6 separate regions of the Mus musculus genome follow, and all the other regions are linked to region 3. Evidence: chromatin contacts called from public HiChIP or PLAC-seq and promoter capture Hi-C data. All regions are on one chromosome and are shown on one strand. Each heading gives the region's core, a stretch centred on a gene start, on an enhancer-like site or on the middle of the called end of the contact. The rest is flanking DNA. Distances are from core to core; before and after follow the strand shown. Region 1 holds the start of Hnrnph1 (heterogeneous nuclear ribonucleoprotein H1). Region 2 holds the start of Rufy1 (RUN and FYVE domain containing 1). Region 3 holds the start of Hspa4 (heat shock protein 4). Region 4 holds the start of Atox1 (antioxidant 1 copper chaperone). Region 5 holds the start of Canx (calnexin). Region 6 holds the start of BC049762 (cDNA sequence BC049762).

Evidence for each region. Promoter capture Hi-C pulls out the DNA fragments that hold promoters and counts their contacts. HiChIP or PLAC-seq counts read pairs in DNA pulled down with a chosen protein or histone mark. Capture Hi-C pulls out chosen DNA fragments and counts their contacts.
Region 1: a contact with region 3 is called in a promoter capture Hi-C map of liver, with 3 times the contacts expected there. The contact joins the promoter of Hnrnph1 here to the promoter of Hspa4 in region 3. A contact is called at or near these places in 2 of 39 promoter capture datasets (embryonic stem cells and liver), 1 of 484 Hi-C or Micro-C datasets (B cells), 3 of 115 datasets of contacts at active chromatin or transcription factors (astrocytes, bone marrow-derived dendritic cells and large pre-B cells) and 3 of 9 other capture datasets (adipose tissue, liver and macrophages).
Region 2: a promoter capture Hi-C map of pre-B cells shows a contact between it and region 3, with 4 times the contacts expected there. The contact joins the promoter of Rufy1 here to the promoter of Hspa4 in region 3.
Region 4: a contact with region 3 is called in an H3K27ac HiChIP or PLAC-seq map of double positive thymocytes, with 9 times the contacts expected there. The contact joins the promoter of Atox1 here to the promoter of Hspa4 in region 3. A contact is called at or near these places in 2 of 484 Hi-C or Micro-C datasets (B cells and liver), 3 of 115 datasets of contacts at active chromatin or transcription factors (bone marrow-derived dendritic cells, double positive thymocytes and thymic regulatory T cells) and 2 of 9 other capture datasets (adipose tissue and liver).
Region 5: a contact with region 3 is called in an H3K4me3 HiChIP or PLAC-seq map of pro-B cells, with 8 times the contacts expected there. The contact joins the promoter of Canx here to the promoter of Hspa4 in region 3.
Region 6: an H3K27ac HiChIP or PLAC-seq map of thymic regulatory T cells shows a contact between it and region 3, with 14 times the contacts expected there. The contact joins the promoter of BC049762 here to the promoter of Hspa4 in region 3. A contact is called at or near these places in 2 of 39 promoter capture datasets (the C10 cell line and liver), 4 of 484 Hi-C or Micro-C datasets (B cells, CD4 T cells, CD8 T cells and 1 more), 3 of 115 datasets of contacts at active chromatin or transcription factors (bone marrow-derived macrophages, large pre-B cells and thymic regulatory T cells) and 2 of 9 other capture datasets (adipose tissue and liver).

The regions. Positions count from the first base shown.
Region 1 is chr11:50,376,365-50,380,141 of GRCm38.p6, forward strand. Hnrnph1 (heterogeneous nuclear ribonucleoprotein H1) reads left to right here and starts at 1,314. Exons shown (of 13, transcript NM_001347487.2): 1 at 1,314-1,438; 2 at 1,927-2,063; 3 at 3,104-3,259; 4 at 3,457-3,600. The coding sequence starts at 1,967.
Region 2 is chr11:50,429,676-50,433,570 of GRCm38.p6, forward strand. Rufy1 (RUN and FYVE domain containing 1) reads right to left here and starts at 1,450. Exons shown (of 18, transcript NM_172557.3): 1 at 1,109-1,450. The coding sequence starts at 1,430.
Region 3 is chr11:53,298,473-53,302,762 of GRCm38.p6, forward strand. It overlaps Hspa4 (heat shock protein 4), which reads right to left and starts at 2,007. Exons shown (of 19, transcript NM_008300.3): 1 at 1,588-2,007. The coding sequence starts at 1,694.
Region 4 is chr11:55,459,467-55,463,470 of GRCm38.p6, forward strand. It overlaps Atox1 (antioxidant 1 copper chaperone), which reads right to left and starts at 1,742. Exons shown (of 4, transcript NM_009720.3): 1 at 1,622-1,742. The coding sequence starts at 1,627.
Region 5 is chr11:50,323,393-50,327,179 of GRCm38.p6, forward strand. It overlaps Canx (calnexin), which reads right to left and starts at 2,281. Exons shown (of 15, transcript NM_007597.3): 1 at 2,101-2,281. It overlaps Gm46280 (a long non-coding RNA gene), which reads left to right and starts at 2,360. Exons shown (of 2, transcript XR_001780205.2): 1 at 2,360-2,660; 2 at 3,481-3,764.
Region 6 is chr11:51,260,872-51,264,832 of GRCm38.p6, forward strand. It overlaps BC049762 (cDNA sequence BC049762), which reads right to left and starts at 2,133. Exons shown (of 3, transcript NM_001382322.1): 1 at 1,762-2,133. The coding sequence starts at 1,786. Clk4 (CDC like kinase 4) reads left to right here and starts at 2,243. Exons shown (of 13, transcript NM_007714.6): 1 at 2,243-2,398.

The DNA of each region.
Region 1 (3,777 bases), core at 64-2,563, 2.9 Mb before region 3:
CTGGAGACTTGGGAGTTCTCACTTTTCGATGATCTAAACTAGTGTTTTCTGTCTCCTCTAGATAGATCCTTTGCAGGTGAGGTCATGTGCAGTTATTCTCCCAGCCTGTCTCATCCGAGTTTCCCTTACACCTGAAGGTTCACGTTACACAGCTCCTGTTGCTCTCTTGAAGTCTTGTGATGCCCTTCTACTTAACACCCTTGCGCAGACTTAAAAGGTCTGAGTTCTGCACGCAGTCTCTGCACCTTTCCTTTGATGACACCCCCCCCTTTTAAAAAACAAACTGTTCAAACTGGATTTAGCCTCCTCAATGTTGCACTTGAAAGAAAAGCGTATTTTTGCCTGTAACCTCTTGTGATGGCTTTCAGAGGCTTACCAATTGTGGTACCTACCGTGGCACCGCCCAAACAATAACTCTTATTGTTAATTTCTAGGGTAGGTCAGTCAGATTCGGAGAAACTCGGGACATCATCCGTATTCTGCTATGTTGCAGGAATTCTCTTAAACGTCACCCATTTACCTCTGTAAGGGCACACGGGATGACCCGGGCGTGTCTCCACCTTGGGAGAGGCCCGTTGGTCGGTCGGGCGCAGCGCTCTGGGGCTGCGTCCTTCGCGCCCCTGGCAGTCTCAGCCTTCCCTCGCGAGGCGCCGCACACCGAGCGCCTCTCGTGCAAGGGCGAGGGGTTCGTAGAGTGCGAGTCCGTTAGGCAAAGTGGGGTACAGGACTAGCTCGGGCACTGGCAGCCCATGTGGGTCGGGACTGACCCCCTAAAGCGGGCAGGTAAGGGGACTGGTCCCAGGCGCCCCACGGAGATCGGGGATTTGGGCGCAGGGGGCGGGGCGGTACCCAGAGGAGGTTTGGCACAACCCGGCCCTCCAGCTCCTACGCGTTCTGAGGAGAAAGGGCATGGCTTCCTTTTCTTCGTGGTGTCTTTCAAAACCGACAGGAGCGCGGATGAAAAGCTGCGGATTAAGGGTAGAACTACCGCCCCTGCAAACCTGAACGAACTCTGGATTACTACCCAGTCCCTGCGGGGAGCTGATTAGCGCCATTCCCCTCCCCCACTCCGGCGGGTAGGTCTAGAGAACGGTTTGAAGGTAGCCGCATGCGCATTAAGTAAAACAAGAAACCGCTGAGACGCCAAGCGCAATAATTGCAAAAAGGCGCAGGCGCAGAAAGAAAAAAAAAAAACAACCAAAAACACCTCGGTCAGTTTATGAAGAGGGCTGAGCCCAAACGCATGCGTGTAATAATAGGACGGCGGGAGAGAGCTCGGGGTTTCTTAATACGCATGCGTCCAATCTCTCTGTGACGCAAGTGGGGCGGGGCCGGCAACAGGGTGCGCGTGCGCAGAGCTTGCTGGAAGGGCTTTATTTAGCCTGCGCAGGCGCCCGCTTATCATTTCTCCTCAGCCACGCCGAGGCTTTTTGTGGAGGTGAGTGACTTTCCGTCTTCGACTGCTGCCCGAGCTCTCCACGGACACCTCTTTGGGTGACGATTGCTTGTCGCTGAGCTTAGGTTCTAACCTGAGGGGCCGTGGCAGGCGCAGGCTGCCCCTGGGAGCCGCGAGTGTCTCGCCGGCGTGGCAGCGCCGCCTAGGCCTGCAGGCCGCGCCGCTTTCTATTGTGTGAGATGTCTGAGGAGGCGGAGCGGAAGCGGCGGCCGCCATTTCCTCGTCTCAACCGTGGCTGTGGGCCAGGGTCTTATTAGCTTGGCGCCTCGGCCCTGGGCGCACTGGGCGGCTTTGGGCATCGGGTCGCTAGCCGAGGCCGGGTTGCATGCTTGAGTCTCCGGGGCCCAGGCATCCTGACGGGCGGGACTCGCATGGCGGCGCCCGGTGCCCGCTGTGCGCCGTGAAGTGGGAGGGCCATTTAAATGCCTGTTTTCTCAGACGCGTTCCTGACCCCCACCCCCACCCCGCAGCCCCGCAATCTGTGTGGACGCCAGGACCACCGAAGGGACGATGATGCTGGGAGCAGAAGGCGGAGAGGGCTTCGTGGTGAAGGTCCGGGGCTTGCCCTGGTCCTGCTCCGCGGATGAAGTGCAGCGCTTTTTTTCTGGTGAGTTGAGGCGGGAGTTGTCAGTGGGGCCCGCGGCTGGGCCGGGCCGGGCCGGGTTGGGGCGGGGCGGGTCTCCCGGGCGCCCCCTAGCGAGTCGCGGCCACCAGCGGTTTCCCCAGGCGGCTCGCGCTCTGTTGGCCGCTGTTACGCAATGGTAATTGCGAAATCCGCACCCCCCCCAACCCCCTTGGGGATGCTGGTGGCCCTGCTGAATTTGTTTTCTTTTAAAACTTTTTCTGTCTCTATGCATCAATCTGTGCATTCTGGAGTAGTCTAAGAAAAATTTAAGTAGGGAAAGATGTGATTTCTTCTCAAGTCGTGTAAGGTTTTGTAAAAAGGTACTTGTAGTGTTGACCTTACCATCTGAATTTAGCTGTGGTAACAGAAAACGATCTGTAAATCGAGCCCCAAGTATACTGCAAGCAATTGCAGGGGGCCGTTGCCGTCCGGGTTTGAGTTGAACTGCAGCTTGGAGCCTTTAGTTGTTAACATTGGTCCCTTTTCGGATGAATATTGAGCTGGAGTTTGGATTTGAATGAAATTGTTATGTGGTTGCTGATAGAGGGAAGCTGACATGGTACCCAAACAAGAAAATGCTGTGAAGTCACCAGATCCAGATGAGATTATTCTGAGATAGTGTACCAAGAGATGGTTAATGGAAACTTAGAGGCAAGGTGGTAGCTTCATTTGAACTTTTTTTTTTTTTTTTTTCGAGACAGGGTTTCTCTGTGTAGCTCTGGCTGTCCTGGAACTCTGTAGACCAGGCTGGCCTCGAAATCAGAAATCCGCCTGCCTCTGCCTCCCCAGTGCTGGGATTAAACGCGTGCGTCACCACTGCCCTGCTCCATTTGAACTATTTTTGAGCATTGAGTTACCTTGTTGGACTAGGAATATATCCTGTATATGAGATAATTTGATCGTGTTCTGCTTGGTCAGTCTTTTTAGGCATGTTTTTTTTTTTTTGGTGTGTGTGATGACAGGAATATGCATTTTATCTGTAGTGGTTTTAAATCCTGTATTAAGCGTTGTTTTCTTTTCAGACTGCAAAATTCAAAATGGGGCTCAAGGTATTCGTTTCATCTACACCAGAGAAGGCAGACCAAGTGGCGAGGCTTTTGTTGAACTTGAATCAGAAGATGAAGTCAAATTGGCCTTGAAAAAAGACAGAGAAACTATGGGACACAGATATGTTGAAGGTTTGATTTACATTGCCCTAGTAACAGTAAACGTTTAAACACATAGAGGTCTTACCCCTTCTGAATTTTAGGTATTTGACCGCATGGAAATGGTCATCTAAGGGAGTTTATGGCAGCTCTTCCTAGTTATCTAAAAGCCCAGGAAATCTGAACTTTGTTCTCCAACTTAATTGACTAATTCTAAGCACCTCTTTCAGTATTCAAGTCAAACAACGTTGAAATGGATTGGGTGTTGAAGCATACTGGTCCAAATAGTCCTGACACAGCCAATGATGGCTTTGTACGGCTTAGAGGACTCCCTTTTGGATGTAGCAAGGAAGAAATTGTTCAGTTCTTCTCAGGTATGTAGTCCTGTTTGTTGCTGAGCAGTGAGGTATGGCAGCTTCTGGCGACATGAATTAGTATTAGTAGACCTTTAAAAAGTTGAATAGTCTAGGTACTTAAAGTAGGCTGTTGAATATATGTTGTTGAATTCACATTTTCTTCCTGGAGACCTTCAAATAACTTAAGCCCATCTT
Region 2 (3,895 bases), core at 200-2,699, 2.9 Mb before region 3:
AAACCAAGACCAAAACCGAAAAATCAAGGTTAATTCATTACCAAGGAAAGAAGCTTTTTTGTTGTTTTTGTTGTGATTTTGTTCTTTAAAATAAAATCTGGGTACTAAAGTCTATTGTATGCACGTGATGCCCCAGGCATTTACAGTCAACACTCACTTTACCTCAGCAACCTGAAGTCTGCATGGTCCATTCACAGTAAGTGACCAGGCCAAGTGAAACGTGGTTATTTATTTATTTGTCTGTTTATTTATTTAGAGGCAGGGGCTCACTGTGTACACCAGGTGGGTCTCAAACTCTCAGAGCTCCACAAGCCTTTACCTCCTAAGTGCGGGTCTTAAAGGCGAGCACCACAACGCCCTTGGCTATCCTTTATATTTTAATTTTAGATATGTTCAGAAACACCAATGGATTATAATTAGCGCAGTTCTGAGCACGTACATTAACATGTGCAGGAAGTATGCACCCGAATCACCAAGCCCAGCTATAAAAAACAAATAATAATTTACTTTTGTTCTTTATTGGTATGCTGAAATTCTAATCTAGATCATAACAGCTGAATTGGATTATTCAACGTAGCTGATTAATTTTTTTTTTAATCCCCGTTTTTATAGACTGGGAAACGCGAGTAGGACAGGTGATGGGAAGTCTTCGTCCCACGGGGGGTGGGGTTGGGGGTTAGTGGCGGGAGAATAAAGGGAACTAAAACCTCCTGACTCTGACTCGCTGCTCTCACCAACTTTGGAATACGCTGTCAACCTCAGCCGCAGGTGCAAACCGGCTGGCTGCCGAGATTGTTAACTGGGGACCAGCACCGGACTTCATTTGTCAAGTATGCAAAATACGAACACTGGTGATTTTCCGTCTAAGCCTCTAATGTAAACCTCCTATTTAAAGTCAATCCGTGATCACGACGCAGCTGCTCTGAGGTTCACAAAGACAAACAAGGTGGGAGGGGAGTCCCGGGCCGCAGTCACCCTGGCCCGGTGGGTGACACCAATTGCAGAGCCCCGTGCCGCGCCGCGCGGCACAGCTCCGCGGAGCAGCTCGTCCGGCCGGTCAGGTTTCCCCAGCCCGGGAGCAGCCCCGGCCCGCGGGACCCCGGCCTACCTGCGCGCTCCCCGCCGCCGCCGCCGTCTCCCAGCCCCGCGGCCGCGCGCAGCGCGCTGCCGCAGCTCGCCGACAGGTTCCCGGTGGCTCTGCGCGCCAGCGTCAGGATGGGCGCCGACCAGCTGTCGGCCACTCGAGGCCGCGACGCACTCCGCAGCTCGCCGGGACTCGGCAGCTGGCTCCGGTCCACGATCTCGAACGCTTCCCCGGACTCTAGGCCTGCTTGGGGCTCAGGCTCCGGCCCCGGCTCGGACTCCGGCTCCCGCTCCGGCTCCGGCTCCGAATCCTGCCCCGCCCGGCGGCATTCTCCGCGGGCGGCCATGTTGTTAGGTCACGTGACCCGCCGCTGCCCTGGACCGACGACCTTAAGCCGCTGCGGCCTTGCTCGCTCTCACCTGGGCTTGCTTTCCTTGTATAGCATTCGGGAAAGTACGATTCCTAACCGTAGGTGATTCCCAGCCCGGAGCACTTGGAAGTTACTTTTGGACTTTCTACTTCCCACCCCGGGAATGCGCCTTATTTTAACGTTTTGCGACACAACTTCCTCTTTTAAACTTTCATTTCACATGCCTTTTCCCCCTTTGAATCAAAATCTCACTGTTGGATTTTTATTTGTTGTTGTTATTGTTGTTTCTTTCCCCCACACAAGGGAGACATTAAAACAGGCCATGTAGCCAAGTGGTGGTGGGACAAGCATTTAATCCCAGCATCAGGGAGGCATAGGCAGGCAATATCGCTGAGGACAGCAGAGTCAACGGAGTGAGTTCCAGGACAGCCAGAGTTACACAGAGAAACCCTGTCTCAACAACGCAGTCCCCATCACCCCCAGTAGGCCACTTGGCAGGGGTGTGCTTAACTACTTTTTTCTGGGGTGTGTGTGTGTGTGTGCGCGCGCGCGTGCGCGCGCGCGCGGCATGGCAGTTCTGGGAATTGTACTTCGTATCTCATACATGCTAATCAAGACCTCTACCACTGAGCTTCACCCAACCCCCAACACACATAACCAACAGGACCGTTGAATTTGTGATCCTCCTGTCTCCATCTCCCAAGTGCTTCTGACCCCACACCATGCTAGGCAGGCACTCTACTAGCAGAACTAGCAGAGCTATGTTCCCAGTCAGAATTTCAGTCTGTAGCTCCGGCTGGCCTAGAACTCAGTAATAGAGCACTGGCCTTGAACTGGTGATCCCCCTGCCTCTGTCAAGTGAGTATGGGGATTTTATGTGTGCCTTACCATGCCAACTCATGTCTAATATTTTCGACTTCATATTTTTCGGCAGCTTTCTTCAGAACAGGCTGTAAAAGGGCTGCCAAAGAAATTAGGACAGATGAGTCAGAGGTGTGTGTGTGGTGGTGGGGCTTTTTCTTTCAAATCAAATGAATCTGAATGACAGCCTAGCAGGCAAGGTCAGCAGTGGTGGTCTGGAAATGAGCTCTGTATTCTGCTATTAATTAAGTTGATAGGAATTGAACCAACCTCATTCCTAAGTGATAAGGAAACGCAGCACACAACGTACCTTGTGATTATTGTCTCTGCTTTCCAACTCTGGCTTGGATAAGTCACCCTACAGATATGTGGTTATTCAGCCTATTTTCTTACTAGGGATAGAAGGGAATTTGGCAAGATGGAGATGCGAATGTCATGAGAATGTAACAATTTGCAAAAAAGAATTTAACAGTTTGGACCATGTCAAACCACAGAACTCTTAGTGTTTAAAATTATTACAGTGTTGTTGCAGGCCAGGTGTGGTGGCACACACTTTTAATCCCAGCACTTTGGAGGCAGAGGCAGGTAAATTTTTGTGAGTTTAAGGCCAGCCTAGTTTACATAACCAGTTTCAGTCCAGCCAGGGCTAGGTAGTAAGATCCTGTCTCAACAAATAGAATAAAATAAAATGTTGTGGTAGATTGTTAGAGATCAAATAATTTCACCTAAAAATTTGGATTTTAGTCCTTTTTGAATCATGGACAACTTAGAATATGTTTCCTGATGGTAGCACATTATTGGTAGTGGTTGGATGGCTGCTATGAGAAATTATTTGTGCTCCCTTTGGCATTACAGACACTAAGCCTCGAACAATATAGAGAAGCTTAGCATAGCGTCTGTGTGCTCTGAGGCACAGAGGAAAGGTTCATGTTGTGTGTAGATCATCATGCCCACTGCACCAAGCTGCAGGAGGAGAAGCATGTGATGAGGCCTTACACAGGGCTAGGCTCAAGTACACTGACCGATAGAAGATCCACCCACATCTCAAAGAATGGGGCCGTCACCAAATTTAATGCAGATGAATTTGAAGATCTGAGAAGTGACTCAGCCTCGGTGCACCTTCACAATGCTTGGTGGTTTCTGTGGTGGCAGTGTCTCAGACAACCCCGCCTGTTTCGGAAATGTGGCAGGGGCTAATGCAGATTCATTGATTCCCACTTTAATTCTGTCACACTGCACACAGTAAATATAGCTCTCTATAGGTCTCTATTATGTGGTTTACAGAGTAGATTCAAGAGGCTATGGCAGAGTGCAAAGGGTTTGAGAGTGCACGGACAGAAATGTCAATAGAATCTCCATGGGTAAGAACCTGAGACCAACCCTGGGATGAAGATGCTGCTGTGGCCCAGGGGAGAGACAGGCTTCAGGGTGGAGTCTCGGGAAGAGTGGAAATAGGCTGGAGCAGGAAACTCTGTGTGTGTGTGTCCAGGTCCACCAGGCACACAGGTAGACCAGCAGGCATTCTAGTGAGCAGCAGGGCCCAAGCTGAGCTGGCGCTTTAGCATCAGAGTAGTGTTTTG
Region 3 (4,290 bases), core at 757-3,256:
CTCGGGAGGCAGAGGCAGGCGAATTTCTGAGTTCGAGGCCAGCCTGGTCTACAGAGTTAGTTCCAGGACAGCCAGGGCTACACAGAGAAACCCTGTCTCAAAAAAAAGAAACAAACAAACAAAGACTACTCATAATACCTAGCTTAAAAAGGACAAATGGGAAGAGAGCTTGGTACTGGGGTGGGAAGGGACGTTGAAAACTGACTCTGATAATGGTACCAGAGCTCTGTGGCACCAAACTCGAGAATTGGGTGCCAGGCAATAGCTTACTTGGTAGAGTGCTTGTTTTGTATGCATGAAGCCCTGGCTTCAAGCCCCCACTGTACAGCAAACTGGGTGTTGTGCCTGCACACCTGTACACTTGGGAGATGAAGGGAGGAGGATTAAGAGTCATTCCCAGACACAAAGTTATTTCAAAACAGTCTGGGAGACAGGAAACTGGCCTCAGAAGGTTGGTTAAAAACAAGATAAAAACAATGATCTGGGACTGTGAACCCAAAAACAACAGAGCTTCTTCCAAAGTTTACCTAAAGGAATTCAGTAGATTAACATCTTTTTTAAGACAAAGCTTTCTTTTCTGCGTAGCCCTGCCTATCCTGAAATGGTCTCTATGAACCAGGCTGGCCTCGAACTCACTGCAGCCTGCCTCTGCCTCCCTGCGAGAGCTGGGATTAAAGGCCTGTGCCACCAGCGCCAGATAAATAAAATTTTAACGCACCTGTAATACCAGATTCTAGCAGACAGAAGCAGAATGAAAATTTTAGGTCATCCTGGGCTAAATGTGGGGGAAAAAATCCTACATATATCTAAAAAGTAGACTCCCTTTTACTCCAGCAAGCTCTGAGTGAGTCTTTTTTTTTTTTTTTTTTTTTTTTGCAGATTTGTCTATACTGGTCCCATAACTTCATGTAAGTTCTAGAAGTCAAACAGAGCCCTTGAGTCATGCATTAACAATTGTGGCAACCTTCCGGCTGGAATTCATTAGCATGAAAAACTAACGCTGTTAAGGAATAGGTGAGCAGCCTGGGTAAGGAATGACCCAACCTAACTCAATATCCAAAAACGAATGAAGGGAGTTAAAACGCTATCAAGAAAAGCATGGACTTTATTCAGGGCCTGCCGTGGGTACTCAGACTCCACATCTTCCGGGCGCCACCCCGCCCCCACTCACGTGGGACTCAGAGCGCTTCCCAGTCCCGAGGCCACAATCTTGCAAGTTAACTTTTATTAAATGCTCGCCGTGGGCCGAGTTTGAACCTCTATTGGATTCGACGAGCTCAGCAAGCCCTGGACCTCGTTTCAGACCGAACCACCCAAACCCTCCCCCCCCCCAAAAAAGGAGGTGAGAGCGGTCGGTCCATCCCACGGTCTCAGGCCCGCCTTCTCTTTCAGTTCCTGCTCCTGCCCTCCGCCGATCAGAGTACCGGCTCAAAGCCTTCGTTTGGCCCGCGCGAAAGGGCCTCGTGCCTGGCGCAGGCCCAGGATCCGAAGCAGGTGGCAGCCGCGGGCGACCCGGCACTCGGCGGGGGTCTCCTGCGGACCCTCGCCCGGAAAGCGAGGCGACCCCGCCAGCCAAGCCCCACTTACGGCGTGCAGCGGTCGCTATACTCGTTAGCGATCGTCTCGATGCCGCCGGCGCGGGCCACAGCGACATAGCAGCTCTGAAAGCCCAGGTCTATGCCCACCACCGACATGGCGCCGGCTACTGCTCCGGCTCGGGCCCAGGGCCGGCCGCCGACACTGCACACGGAACCCGGCGGGGTTGGCGCGTGGAAGAGGGCGAGCCGCGTGGGCCGGTGGAGCGCCGCGGCTGGGCGGGCGAAGCCGGACGACCGTCCGCTAGGAGGCTTGGGGCTTGGAGAAAGACGGGGGCCTCTACCGCTCGGGCCGCGGCTCCGGCTCCACGGCCGCAGAGGAGGCGCCGGTCGCGGAGGCGGAGAAGATCTCGAAGGCTCTCGTTGCAACAGGAGCAAGGTTGCAGCGCGAGAACTGCGCTGAAACGAAACGTTCTCGCGAGACCCCGGCTCAGACGCTTTTCCTCCCAAGGCTCCTCCCGTCTGACGAAGTCTGGCGTCACGTCCTGGCACAGGAACCGTGAAAGGAAGTGGGGGGACGGAAGCGGTCCGACGCGAAGTGGGCCACTGAGCCTGCGCGGAGAAGCCCCCCACAATCCTCCCTGAGCTGCAGGGCGCCTCCCATCCAGAAGTCAGGCGAGCGGGAGTGAGACAGTTCTTCGGGGAGCTGCATTGAACCCACTTCCGCCGTGCTCGTCACCGCGGAGGGACTTCCGGCAGTGACTTTGCAGGCTCTCTGCAGGGTTTTTTTTTTTTTTTTTAAGGCCCCACAGTGAACTCGAGTTAATCCTGCTAAGGGCGCTAAGGGTTTCAGCTCGGCTCTACGTAAAACTCAGTATTAAAACCAAGCGCTAACTAAAAGAATCCGAAGCCACGCTTCCACCTACTTTTAACCACTCACTTCCCGTGATCAGACGAGGGACCTTTCAGTCCTAGGTGTTTTCCCTGAGCTGGACACAAGGGTCCAAATCACATGCTCCGTGGAGTGGGAGGTCTAAGACCAGTGTCACGTTTATGTGAATGCTAACACATTATTATATAGAGTAGGTGGGGAGGGGACAGAATGTCCTGCAGGACAGTCCTCAAGGATGACCTTGAAATTCGGAAGCTCTTTTCTCCTTAGTGCTGGGACCCACTTACAGCCATGCCCCCACCCTGCGTTAAACTAAAGAATCTGAAACTATAGTGACCACTACGTTAGCCAGTTGCGGAAAGCTGGAGGGGAACCAGCTTCAACGCGTTTCTGATTATTACCAACCCAGAGTGCAGGAGGAAGATCCTAAGTTTCCCGGTTTCTGGCTGTTTTGTGGCTGAGGATATAGAGTACAGTGCTAGAACACTTGCAGGCTCAGGGCCTTGGACTGGATCCCCAACACCACAAAACTGAAAGGATTTTTAAATTTCACTTATTTGTCACCTCTTGTTCATAGGTGCCTAACGGTGTCCAACACAGTAAACCGTGCGGGAGAGATGGCTCCACAGTTAATACGTGCTGTGAAACCATACAGACTGGGGTTTGAATCCCAATCTCGATCTGTCATCGAGAACCTAGCAGGACAAAGACAAGAGGTTAACTGGAGGGGCTCCCTGACTAGCAGCCTAGTCCAAAAACTAGAGCTCCAGTTTCAGAGAGAGACCCTGCCTCCAAAAACTACATCAGAGAGCAACAGGGGATATCTGTTCTCCCTCAAGCCTCTGTGCAGCACATGGCCGCCCTCACAGAACATGGCCGCCCTCACAGCACTTCTACACGTGGATGCACGCGCGCACACACACTCTGGATTATCACCATCAGGAGAGAGCAAAGAGTTTCTAGTCAAAGGTAATAAGTGAGGGTTAATAGCCTAAAGCCCCCAGCACCTGAGAAACTCCCTTCGGGTACTTAGGAGTAGAAAAGCTCCAGACCAGGGATCAACATGTCAGACTCCTGGCATAGATGCCAACATAGTAAGGACTCCACCAAAATGTATGTGCATGGGAAAGCACAAAGTAGGTCGGCAGAAATATCTTCCCACCCAAAAGTTTCCTCTGCTGCCCTATAAAATCCCAAGCCCAGAGCCCTGACACAGTCTCCACATCCAAGGAGGAAACATCTATCCTTCAGCTGTTCTGATTTAGACGTGGTAATGATCCTGTGAGAGGTTGGTCTTCCCTTTTACTTCCACATCACCTTGATCAATCCTGATCTAACAATGAGAGTTATAGGCATAAAATAGTGGCAACTCGGAAGACGTTCCACAAAAGAAAAAGGCCGTGATAGAGGGGAAAACTAGCAATACATTACTTAGTATTTAGTAAGGTTTGAACAGGAAAGGGTTTTGGGGGTTTTTTGTTTTGTTTTGTTTTGTTTTACTTATATGAGCACACTGTAGCTGTTTTCAGGCATACCAAAAGAGAGCATAAGATCCTATCACAGATTGTTGTGAGCCATCATGTGGTTGTTGGGAATTGAACTCAAGACCTTTGGAGGAGTAGCCAGTGCTCTTAACCGCTGAACCATCTCTCCAGCTCCTTGTTTGTTTGTTTTTTTTTTAAAGATGTATTTATTTTATGTCTATGAGTACACCATTGTTCTCTTCATACACACCAGAAGAGGGCATCCGATCCCATTATAGATAGTTGTGAGCCACCATGTGGTTGCTGGGAATTGAACTCAGGACCTCTGAAAGAGCAGTCAGTGCTCTTAACTGCTGAGCTTGCATTTATCAATTTATCT
Region 4 (4,004 bases), core at 492-2,991, 2.2 Mb after region 3:
GGTTAAATACTGACCCCAGGAGACACAGCTCATGAGTAGGAAGGCCTAGGCTGGAGAGAGGACACAAGACTTGAACTTTTAACCAGTGAGACCCATGTTAAATTGGAGTGGAAGCCTGCCTACCCAGTTCTACCCCACTCGACCTACATCAACATAAGAGTCACTACTCCTTGGGGACAGATGGGTCACTAGCTGTGTTAAATATGATGATATAACTCCAGTTAATACCAACCTCAGTCCTGAAAGGTCTGTTTTCAGTCCTGATTTTACAGATGAGGAGACAAAGGCTCAGAGAGGCAGAACAACTTGCCTGAGGCTGCCCAGCTGGCAAGCCAAGGGCAAACTTTCAGGTTTCTGGGTTAAGCTTTGGTCTGCAAACTATCTTGGGTAAGACTTACTTCCCTGGCTAGATTGGAGGTAGCACTTGACCAATACCTCCCTGCACTTAGCAATTTGTCTTGATAAGGTGCCTGTTCATCTCCCATTAAATCCTGTGTCCCCAGAGGCAGACACAGAACAGAGAGGCCCTCAAGCTATTTTTTTCCTTCACTGCTGCCCTCTGAAGAGCAGCCGGGCAGCCTCCACTCTGGAATCCTGAGGTCACCAAGGAGTCTGTCACATGGACTAGCTTGACTGGCAGGATGGACTTTACCAAGTTTTTTTTTTTTTTTTGGTCTGTGCTTTGTGCAGACAGGGTCTGAAGACAATGGGCAGGAACCACAAGAATGACACCTGAGAGGTTTAAGGATTTGTACCAGGAAGAAGCCTCAGGTTCATTCCCAGAAGATAAGCTGCTAAAACACAGAATACTCCTGGGAGACCTCTGGGTTGAGAGGCACTGGGAGGAAAATGCTCTCCACTCCACAACTCTAGACCAGCATCTCCGGAACTCAGTTGAGATTAGAGCTTGCCCCCAAACAAGTACAACTGGTTTTGCCCAGCACTTCCCAGGTGGTCTGGCTCCATCTTGTATCCTACCTACCTAGCTAGCTCCCAACAATAAACGCTTTCCAGCAAGCACTGGGGTTTTTCTTCTCTTCTTGTGTAATGTGCCAAGGCCTCATGTAAGGCCTTCATTTTAAATTAAGCAATGAGACTAGAAGCCGCCATGCAAAGGAGTGGGGTGATTTCAAAGGCAAGATAAGCGCTGCTCTCGGCTCCTTAAACTCTGCTCTGAGCTTTGGGATTCCTGGTTGGGGAAGAAAGTACCCTGTCGGCCCAGTGCTGAAGTGGAAGCAGGGCAGTGTGGGCAGGAGAGATGAACAGAGACATGCTTCTCTGGAAAGCCTGCAGGCGGCAGGGTATGCATGTGGAAAGGCCAGGTACCCGCATTCCTATATGGGTTCTCTGCCCTACCTCCCTGCCTCAGTTTCCCCATTATGCAGAAAAGGATGGGGCTGCCTCTCGAAGACTCTCTAGGGCGATCCGGAGGCCTGTGTTCTGCACTACACTGCTCTCTGCAGCTTTCCGGAGGGTCCCGAAGCCGGAGGACCGTGCGGAAGGTAAACTGAGAAACGACTGCAGCTCTGGCCACGGCCTGCGCCCTGACAGCAGCGTCGGGCTCGGAAACAGTGCATCCGGGCTGGAGACAGAAGTTCCCGCGGGTCGAACGGCCACTTACCGGCATGACTGACGCGGCACACACGGGCAGTGGCAGCGGCGACGACGACTGGAACTCCTCTCCCGGACACCAAAGCTGCGCTTCCGGAGAGCGCTCCTGAAAGCCCCGCCCTCAGGCCAACCCATCCTTCGGCCAGGCCCCGCCCTAGGGCTGGGCTCCACTTATGCCCCGCCTCTTCCGGGGCTAGCTTCGTCAAGGCCCGGCCCTTTGAGGAAGGATCTGCTAAATTCCCTGTCCCTTCCGGTCCAGTTAGAGCTAGGTTCCTCCCTTGGGCTGGCCTCCTCTTGCTTACCGTGCCTTTCGATATGAATATTTCACTAGGTCCCGCCTCTCTTTTGGGTTAGGTCACGCCCCTCCGGACGCGGAAAGGCCAGGCTTTTTTGAGGTCAAGCTAAGGCTATCTTGTGGAGGCCAGACCTGCGTTTTCTGCTGGGTCATTTCTGAAACAGGGCTAGGGAATGCAAGGCCAAGGCTCTGGGAATAAAAGATCTGGCATCTCCCTAAAGGGACCATCTCTCTTGCTTACCACTCAACTCAGTCCCTAAACTACAGTGGCCTGACCTAGGGCGCCAGGCCTGTTGACCCGGATACTAACGTGGCTGAGGCAGAAGATTTCTGGGTTCAAGGCTTACTGCGGCTGCAAAGTTCAAGGGCATCCTGGACTTCTTGAGACCCTTTCCTGAAAAAACATATTAAAAAAGAAATCCAAATTTAAGGCACATAGTAGATAAATTCACAACTGTAATCCCAGTGCTTGAAAAGTTGAGGCAGAGCTGGGCCAGGTGGTGGTCATGCCTTCCTTCAATCCTGGCCCTCTGGAGGCAGAGGCAGGTGGATCTCTTAAGTTCAAAGCCAGCCTGGTCTACAGAGCAAGCTCCAGGGCTATGCAAAAAACAAACAAACAAACAAACAAACAAAACAAAACAAAAAACCCATGAGACTGCGTCCTTCCCACCCAATTATGGCAGCCCCAGTAAACCGAGTTACTGCATGGGTAACTGACACCCATGAAGAAGATTGGCTTCCTCAAGAGTGCCAGAAGGACCAACCGACTGGATCTATCTCCTCTACCAGCCATTTGTGTCCTTGAGCTGGAGGCTGAGAGGAGATCCCTAAACTAAGTAGGCAATCTGCCATTTTGTGTGTCAGGATGGGTTCAGTCTGAAACCATGCTATAATTTGAACATAAAAGTTATAAGAAGTTGGCTAACAGGGGAAAGCCTAAGAATCTAAGACTAGCTGGATGGGGTAAGGGTGGCACACATGTGTCTATAAACAAGCATTCCCGGGGCTGGCGAGATGGCTCAGTAATTAAGAGCGCGCCGACTGCTCTTCCAAAGGTCCCGAGTTCAAATCCCAGCAACCACATGGTGGCTCACGACCATCCGTAACGAAATCTGATGCCCTCTTCTGGGGTGTCTGAGGACAGCTACAGTGTACTTACATATAATAAATAAATAAATCTTAAAAAAAAAAAAAACAAGCATTCCCCCTACACTCCAGAGGCTGAGGCAGGGGATTTATGAATTGGAGGCCAGTCTGAGCCTCATGAGAACCTGTCTTAAATAAAATGAACTAAAATAAAATAAATGTAAGAACATAATAGGCTGGGCGATGGTGGTGCACGCCTTGCTCCCAGCACTCGGGAGGCAGAGGCAAGCGGATTTCTGAGTTTGAGGCCAGCCTGGTCTACAGAGTGAGTTCCAGGACAGCTAGGGCTACACAGAGAAACCCTGTCTCAACCCCCCCAAAACAAAAACAAAAACAAACAAACAACAACAAAAAGAATTGGAAGCAGGGGGATTGCTGAAAGTTCAAAGCCAGTCTACACTACAAAACACCATGTCCCAAGCACTAATAACCCTTCACCCTGATACAAAAGTGTGATGGATGTGAGAAGATTCAACTGTCCAGAAGGTTAAGACATAAGTGTCCGAGAAACAGGTCCCCCTGCAGAACGTTCTGGCTGGGAGGCTTCTGGGAAAGCATCTATATCCCCAAAGGGAACTGATACCACTCTCTGCCTCCTTGCTCCAACTCCACATAACTTCTAGAGAACAAGGACCTTCCGTCTAGCTGTCCATGACAGAAATGTCCCAGAGGCTGATGCAAGAGCCACGGAGCTAGTGCTGAGCACTGATGGCCCCAGACTTATTCTGGGGGAAGGGAAGCCATCTTTATTTCATCTCCTGAAGTCAACTTTCTTTACTTGCCCTTGACATGCCTCACTGAGAGTCCTCACCTGATGATGTACAGCTTGCTTCTGGCCTTAATGCACCTAGTGTTGCGATGTCACCACACACAGTTCCCTAAAATTAAAAATAGAACAAATTGGTATGTGAGGAATTGTCTGCCATTTAAAGTTTTGCTAGATTGATTGACT
Region 5 (3,787 bases), core at 1,031-3,530, 3.0 Mb before region 3:
AAATGATTTTTTTTAAAGACAAGAATACAATATAAAAATTGTCTAGATTCCTTAAAAAAAAAAAAAAAGAAAAAAGAAAAATTTCAGGGCTGAAGACATAGTTGCTGCTCTTCCAGAGGACCCAGGTTTGATTCCCAGCACCAATATGATGGGTCTCACACACATGGTACACAGACATACATGCAGGCAAAACACACATACACAGAAAATTAAATAAGCCTAAAAATTCTTTCCTAGCATTTGTAGCAATAACAAAGCATTTAACAAGCATTTTCCTAATGAGTTTTACAGTAAGCTATACAGACTACAACTATCTTTGGCACTTTAATTACTTCTTAGGACTTTTTATGAGCTGCCAATACTATTTGTCCATTTCCTTACACTTTCCCAAACAGTTTCTTAGTATCTGCCCTCTCAAAGGCAAAGCAAGTAGCACACTCATCCCCATTTCTTTCTTTCTTTCTTTCTTTCATTCCCATTTTTAAAGGATAGGAATTAAAGTTATCATGCTGGACAGTCTTCTGCAGTTATTCTTAGCAACTGCCACTCTACTCCCTCAAAGTTCTCTTACTGGGCAAGTGACCTCTGCAGGACAAGGATGCAAGGTGTGTTGTCAAGATGCACATGCCTTGTGGCTCTTGAAAGATTAAGGAGTTAATTGCACTGTTGAGTTAAGATAGCAAGGAGGTGACACCCATTCACAGACAGTTCGGTAAACTCCTATTGTGAATGGCTCACTACTATATACAGTTCTTCAGGGCCTGGCTCACCTGTAGTGTACCCCTGCCTGGCCTGTAAGCTTAATTACAGTATAAGTACAACATGAGAATTGATTCTGTTCATGCCCTTTCAAAGGTTACTGGAAAATATACAAAGATTTTTAAGGTAACCCAACTTGTCCCCCTTTAAAGGGGTGGGAGGGCAAATTATTTTTAAAAAACAGGCAGATTCTTCCATTTCTGAAGGGTAAAGAGACTGTAGCTCAACTTTGCCAAGCTTTTAGTATTCAGTTTGGTTTAACTTCACACAACTAGCAATGCAATCACTAGTGTCATGACCAGCAGTTAATACACAAAGTGTCATCAATGTGTCCTCAGGTCTTGGCACACAGGCCTTCAATATAAACATTAGTGTATCAGTGTAATGACCAAGGCATTCGGATTTCAAGAAGCCAGTTCGATTCCTACCCACTGAACCTTTACTACACATCCAATTTCTCATTCCCATTCCCTCGGAATTCAATACAAGGCCCATCAGTCATTCTGTCTACTCCTGGGGACTGAGCCCTAAAGTAGAAAAAAAAAATCTCCCAAATTCCCACTCCCCCGATTAATTGCAGTTAGGTGCTTGAACCAGGACTTTTAACCCAAACGGTCTAGTGCTCAGTTACAATCCCAACTGGATGACTAGAACTACCTGTATGACCTTGGGCCAGTCATTTCAAACTTCTAGGCCTCAGTTTCCTCCCCTCACTAACTGAACTTTCGCTTGTATCTCCTGCTCTTAAGGTCCTGTGAACACCCACACTGGATTACTATCTATCCACCACCGAATAGGCAGGTGCTTTAATAGTTAAGCCTTAAGTTTCTCAAGCGGTACACGTTCTAGTACATTCTACTCCCTCATCAGGATGCTATGGTCCAGTCTTCCCTTTGGGCAAGTTATTTTCTAATCTGTAACGCTTATCTCTGGATTTACTTCACCTTTCCCTGCTATTTGGGCTACCTACTAGGCCGAATTCTAATACCACACCTGTACCGGATTACTCAGCCCACCTCTGGGTGGGCCTGGCCAGGGCCTAAGAAAGCTCTAGAAGCAAAGCCGTAGGAAGTTGTTAGCTTTCTCAGAGGTCAAGGGAAACCCCAGGACACCTGCCACGCCTCCCGACCCCGGCGGCGCTGCCCAGGCTAGCCTCTCTAACCCGGCCGCTCTCCTCACTGCCCTGCGCGTCCGCCCAGGCCTGCGCCATTCGAAAGCCCGCCCGACCCCTCAGTCGTCGAGCCTACAGCCACGCCCGACCCCCTCCGCCACGGCGCCGCTCGCCCAGTCCCCCAAGGCTCGTCCCGGGCCTGAGATCCCCGCACACGCTTCCCGTCTCACCTCGAGCCTCCCGGGGACCACTGGCGGCTCCCTCACCTTCTCCCACCCGCACACCCGGCCCCGTGCTGCAGTGGAGACAGCGGCAGAGGCGGCCCGACCGTCACGTGCCGCAGAACTAAGAGGCCTCGGCTACGGCCGCCGCGCGAGCGAGCCCCACCGCACGAAGCCCAACCCCGCGTCCGCCCCTCGTTCCTGAGTGGCTAAAACGAACGTCAGATCCCGCCCCTTTGCGCAAGATCTAAGAATTTATTGGTAGATACAGCCATCGCTCGAAGCGCCTTCCCATACGCCCCCTAGGGCTATTCTTCGTGGAGCGTGGTGATTGGTCAATAGCGAGGCAGGAAGTGGTTGCTGATTGGGTATGAAGGAGGAAGGCGGGCCGTCACCAAACGGGCGGGCGCGCGCCGCGGAGGGCGGACGGATCTGGCACGCGTTCTCGCGTGGGTCGCCCTAGTCCCTCAGGGCGGGTGTGTTGGACATCCAGAAGACGGCTTTCCGACCCATTGAGTTAGGAACTCTGTCCCAACCCCGCCTGGGACCTATGGCCTTCATCACAAATGGTGAGAGGTCGGGCGGTGTGCTTGCGCAGTGAGTGAAATCCCTCTGGGTAGCAGACACCGCCTTTCCTGCGGAGTCATCGCCCTGAGCTCAGGAGCCTGAGACCTCTTTACCTAACAAAACACTACCTAGATTCACAATCAAGCCACATGGAGTCACTTTCCCATGTGCCCGTGCTGTTTCCTGATTTTAGTCGTTAAAATCAGACATACCTAAGCGACAGAGTTGAGGAAAAGGGTGATGCCATGTGCAGATTTAAAATAGCCTTTTCATAACCCACTCGTTTTTCAATATGCTGATAACGCTGTAAGATTGAAGTGGCTAAGGATTTGGCTAGATCCTTGAGAATCCTGATCGCCTCGGGTTGTATTTGGTGACCCAAAGCTTTGAATAATGTGGAAAGAAACAGCAGGTTTTTCTACATGTGAAACGAGCTTTGTTCCTGCCACCCCAAGAGAAAGGCAGTAAGGATTTGATGTTTGGGTCAATTTAGTAACCGCCAATTCTCTCTCCCTAATTTTAAAGAAGAGAAATTGCTTTCCTTATTTGCCTTATAAAGAGCATGTTCAAAATGAAAATTTGAAGCCAGCTTGGCACAGGCAGTACACATAATTTAAAAAAAAATTCTAAATTTACTTAGGTTGAGTTCTGGCTTGTGTTACCCAAGATGGCCTTGAATTTAAGAAAGCCAAAAAATCGACTTCTGCAGAGAGGTGTTAAAATATGTCAGTACTGAAGGAGTAGAGGAGTTGAGGCAGAACTTTTCTGTCTAAACTGACAAAGACTTGAACTGGACCTCATAGATATGCAAATTTTCTGTAGGTGGAGTTGGAAGGAAGTTCTTGAGATGAGAAAATTGTACAGAAGAGCAAAAAAGTGACTCTCAGGTATTTGGGGGATCCATATACTAAAAATGTTTTGGGAGCAATGGAGATGGCTCAGCAGGTAAGGACACTTGCCACCAAACCTGATGGCCTGAATTTAATTCCCAGAACTCAACGTGGTGAAAGAAGAGATTGAATTGTACTCTGACCTCTATACAAATTCACATACATACATTAATAAATGTGAAATTTTAATAAAAATGAGGACATGATGGCTCTAAACTATACTGTCCACAAAGAGACTG
Region 6 (3,961 bases), core at 883-3,382, 2.0 Mb before region 3:
TACATTTTTAAATTTAGATTTTAGTTAAATTAACGTAGAAACAGTGACTAGTAATGTGTGATGGCAGTTCCATTCTAATGGGTGGGTGGGTGGGGGTTATCTAAGGATCCACTATTAGAAGGAATTCTATCTTCTCTATAAACTTTTGGGCATGACCTAGTCAAAGTTTTGGTAAATGGTTTCTCTCTTGCAGTTACCAGAACCAATATCCTGACGAATCCTGAAGGCTGACCAAGTGCCTGTGGCTAGTATTTCCAGAGGGTACATGCATCTGTGATCTGGCCCTGGATCTGAGACCCGTTCATTGATAGGTCAGACCTAATAGCTCACACCAGTGATGCCAGCAATTCGGAAGCTGTAACAGGAGGATTTCTACAAGTTCCAGGCAAGCTTAGACTAAATAATAAGTTCCAGATTGTCCCTGTGTATACAAAGACGATCACAAAGGAAGAGGGGAAAAAAGAAGAAAGAATAGTGGGGAAGGAGAGAAGAGAGACCCATATAAGTAATTAAAGGAGCAGTGCAGGGCACTTCCTGTATTCCCTGAATGGTATGAATTCAGATGCTTCCTGCCCACTCCATATGCTCTGCAGAGTGCACTGGGAATTGGGATGCTTTCAACATTGTTTGACTGAATCTTTGTTACTCCTGTGCTGTTTGACTTTCTCTTCAGAAGTGTTAGGAACCCTGGAGGAAACTGGGATATTGTCCATCTTGGGCAGTATGGGATGCCTGAGAGATCCATTGTGACTCATTCATGGTGTGGCCTTTAATCAACTTTGCTAAATGTGAAGGGATTCATTGTTTCATAATGGGAGCTTCAGAGACAAATCACCATGAAACGAGCCTTTTCAAGACAGACCCTTTTGGTCTTGCCAAAAGATGGACTCAGAATACTTTTCTCTAACTGATTAAGAAAAAAGTAAGTTGTTTTTTACTTTGTTGCATGAATGGAGGCAGTAAGTATGACAATGAAACCGTAAGCTAGCAAAGTTTGAATGGTATTTTCAGGAGTTAAATTTGTCATTAAAGCAAGGAGCTAAGAATCACCTCTTAGAGTTGTCTAGATTACTAAGACTGTCTATAAAGTGATTGGCATAGAGTATTTAATTAATCTGGTTATGACAGCTCATATTTATGCTTCAAGCTCTTGGAGGAAGGAGATAAGAGATAGGACGACCAGAAGAAGTTCAACCCTACTGGGTTAGACAGTAATTATGGTGTTGGATTCTCAGCAGTTTTGTTTTTTGAGTTTTGATCTCATGTAGCTCAGACTGGCCTTGAACTTGCTATATGGCCCAGGATGACCTAGAATTCCTGATCCTCCTGTTTCTAAATCCTAAATGCTGGGATTACAGGCCTGCACCACAAAAGCCCAGTTCTCTGAAATTAAAAAAGGATATATATTAAGAATTTGTTATGTCGCCAGGCAGTGATAGTGCACGCCTTTAATCCCAGCACTTGGGAGGCAAGAGGCAGGTGAGTTTCTGAGTTCAAGGCCAGCCTGGTCTACCGAGTGAGTTCCAGGACAGCCAGGATTACACAGAGAAACCCTGTCTCGAAAAAAAAACCAAAAAGTCTGACCACAAATGCCCGTTTGTTGAGTAACTGTAGTAGAAAATCATGAGGCTGCCATGGTTGTAACCGGAAGAATACTGTCAGAAGTCTTAGGACAAACCTCCCCATTCCTTTCGATTTGCTGGCTGAGAAGGCGAGGAGGAAGAGAGAGAGGAAGGCAAAGAGAAAGAGAAGGGTAAGCACCTGCTACGCTTGTTTTTAGAGGCATATTCAGGTAAACTTCTCCAAATCCAGTTTAGAGCGGAAGCGCCAGGTGACAGCCATATCCTGGTCACTGAGCTGCCCTAGCTGGGAGCATTCGGGGACTCTGCGCTCTGGTGGCTCTACCTGGAGCTGAGGTTGAGGGGCGACTGGTAGATGGAGTGCGATGAGCTTCCCACTTTAAGCTGATGGGAAAAGGTCAGAGGTTGGCCCTACCCAGCGTGGCCACGCCCAGCAAAACTCTTCGAGAGCCCGACGCGCGCCGCAGACTTAAGGCGGGCTTCCAGGTTCACCTAAGAACAGAAAGAACCTCAGCCTGACAAGCGGACAGAACCTCGTCCTACCCGCGCCTCCAGCGCTGCGCAGCCGCAGTGTGGCTGATCAAGCCCCGCCGTCCCTGACGTCACAGACCCCTCGTCCCCTTGCACGATCTGTGGGCGGGCACGAGGCTTCGTGACGCATGCGCGCTGGCTCGGCGTAGGTGGCGCTGGAGCCACCTGAGGAGGTTGTAGGGTGACGGCGCGGACGCCATTTTGTCGGTGTCTGTCGCAGCGGCTGGAGAGGAACGACGGCGGTTTGGCGACATTTCTCGGCCAAAAGGCCGCTTGCTTTTGCGGAGGTGAGGTGGGCAGTGTCGCGCGGAGCCAGGTGTCTGAGGAGAGAGTGGGCTTTGGGCGTCAGCACCGGGAGGATGCGTCCGCGGGGCTGGCGGGGTGCCTCTCGGCCGGCGGCGACAACACCCGAGCTGCCGCGGTTTCGCCGCTCGAGTCAAGGCCCGCAGGCCCCGGGTTCGCCCGACGGTGCGGTCCGGCAGCTTGGGCCTCGCTCACCTCTTGTCAAGGCCTCGGCCGTCCATCGCAGGAACCAGCGGGGAGACCCTTGGCGGGACGCATCCCCGGTACTAGTGCCGTCCAGAGTCGAAGTCACCCCGACCCCCTACTCACCCCTGTCTGTGGCCTCGGCCGTTTGCATAACCGGAGCCTTTTCCAAAGTCCGCTATTCGCTCTGTTGTTCAGCTCTAAGGGCCCTGGCCAGCTGCCCGGAAGAGGTAGGGCAGGCGCTGCGGCGAGCCAGGCAGCGGCTGGAGTTCACCTCCAGCTTCGAGGATCACACTTGGGAAGGAAGGTTCGTCCTTCATGCCAGGCGGTCACCCCACCCCAAGCCCCCCCTAGATCTGGGTCGCCCCGATTGCCCAGGCATTATGTAGGCCAGGCAGGACTCGAACTCAGGAGATTCTCCTGCCTCTGCCTCCTGAGTGATGGGATTAGAGAGCTGAGTGATGGAATTAGAGAGCGAACATTGCATTTACATTGTGACAGCTCTGTTGCTCAAGTAGCCAACCCTCTAAACCAGTGGACCGATTGTCACCTGGTCTAATGTTAAAGCTGCAGATATTTGGCCTAATTTTGAACACGCACCCGAGGGCCTCTTGTACCCCCACTTAAATGGGAGACTGAAACTTCTAAAACGTGGTGGAGAATAATATTTCTAGTATGAGCGTATACATATGGGTTCCATTGTATCTTTTATTGAAAGGATACAGAGGATTGTAGCATGATTTTTAAGTGTTAGAGATAGTGTAATATTTTGAGGTAGCTTTTCTTTCCTGTGTATGAAAGCTCTCATGAGCTCAGAAATCTTTTACTTTGCCTCCTAAGTAAATATTTCTTTGTTGGTTGTTTGAAACAAGGTCTCGCTGTGCAGACCAGGCTGTCCTTGAAGTCTCTCAGAACTCCACCTGCCTCTGCCTCTAGGGTGGCACGTGTCACCACACCTGCCTAAAAACAAAGTATTTCCGAACTCGGCCAGAGATCAGAGGAGGGATGGGGAATGTTAGTCGGGGCCTATTGGGACAAGGACCCACTGATAGGTGGGTTTGCATATTAGTCACTTGAGAAGTTGAGATTTGTCCTGTGAGAGGTAAACTGGCTGTAGCGATGTGAAGTGGAGGGGGAGGGGGTAACTTGAAGCAAGCAACCAAGACTTGTGAAACCCTAATGGCCAGTCACAAGGATGAGTCATCAGAAGCTGTACACTGGGCTGCTGTGTTTTGAGAGTGCTTAGCCTGTAGCCCGGTGGCTTGGGATTCAGAATTTAATTCCCTCCCCTCACCCCCTCTAAAGAGAAAAAAAAAAAGCCTTAATCAAACTAAAACCTTAAATACAATTTTGATAATAGGAGG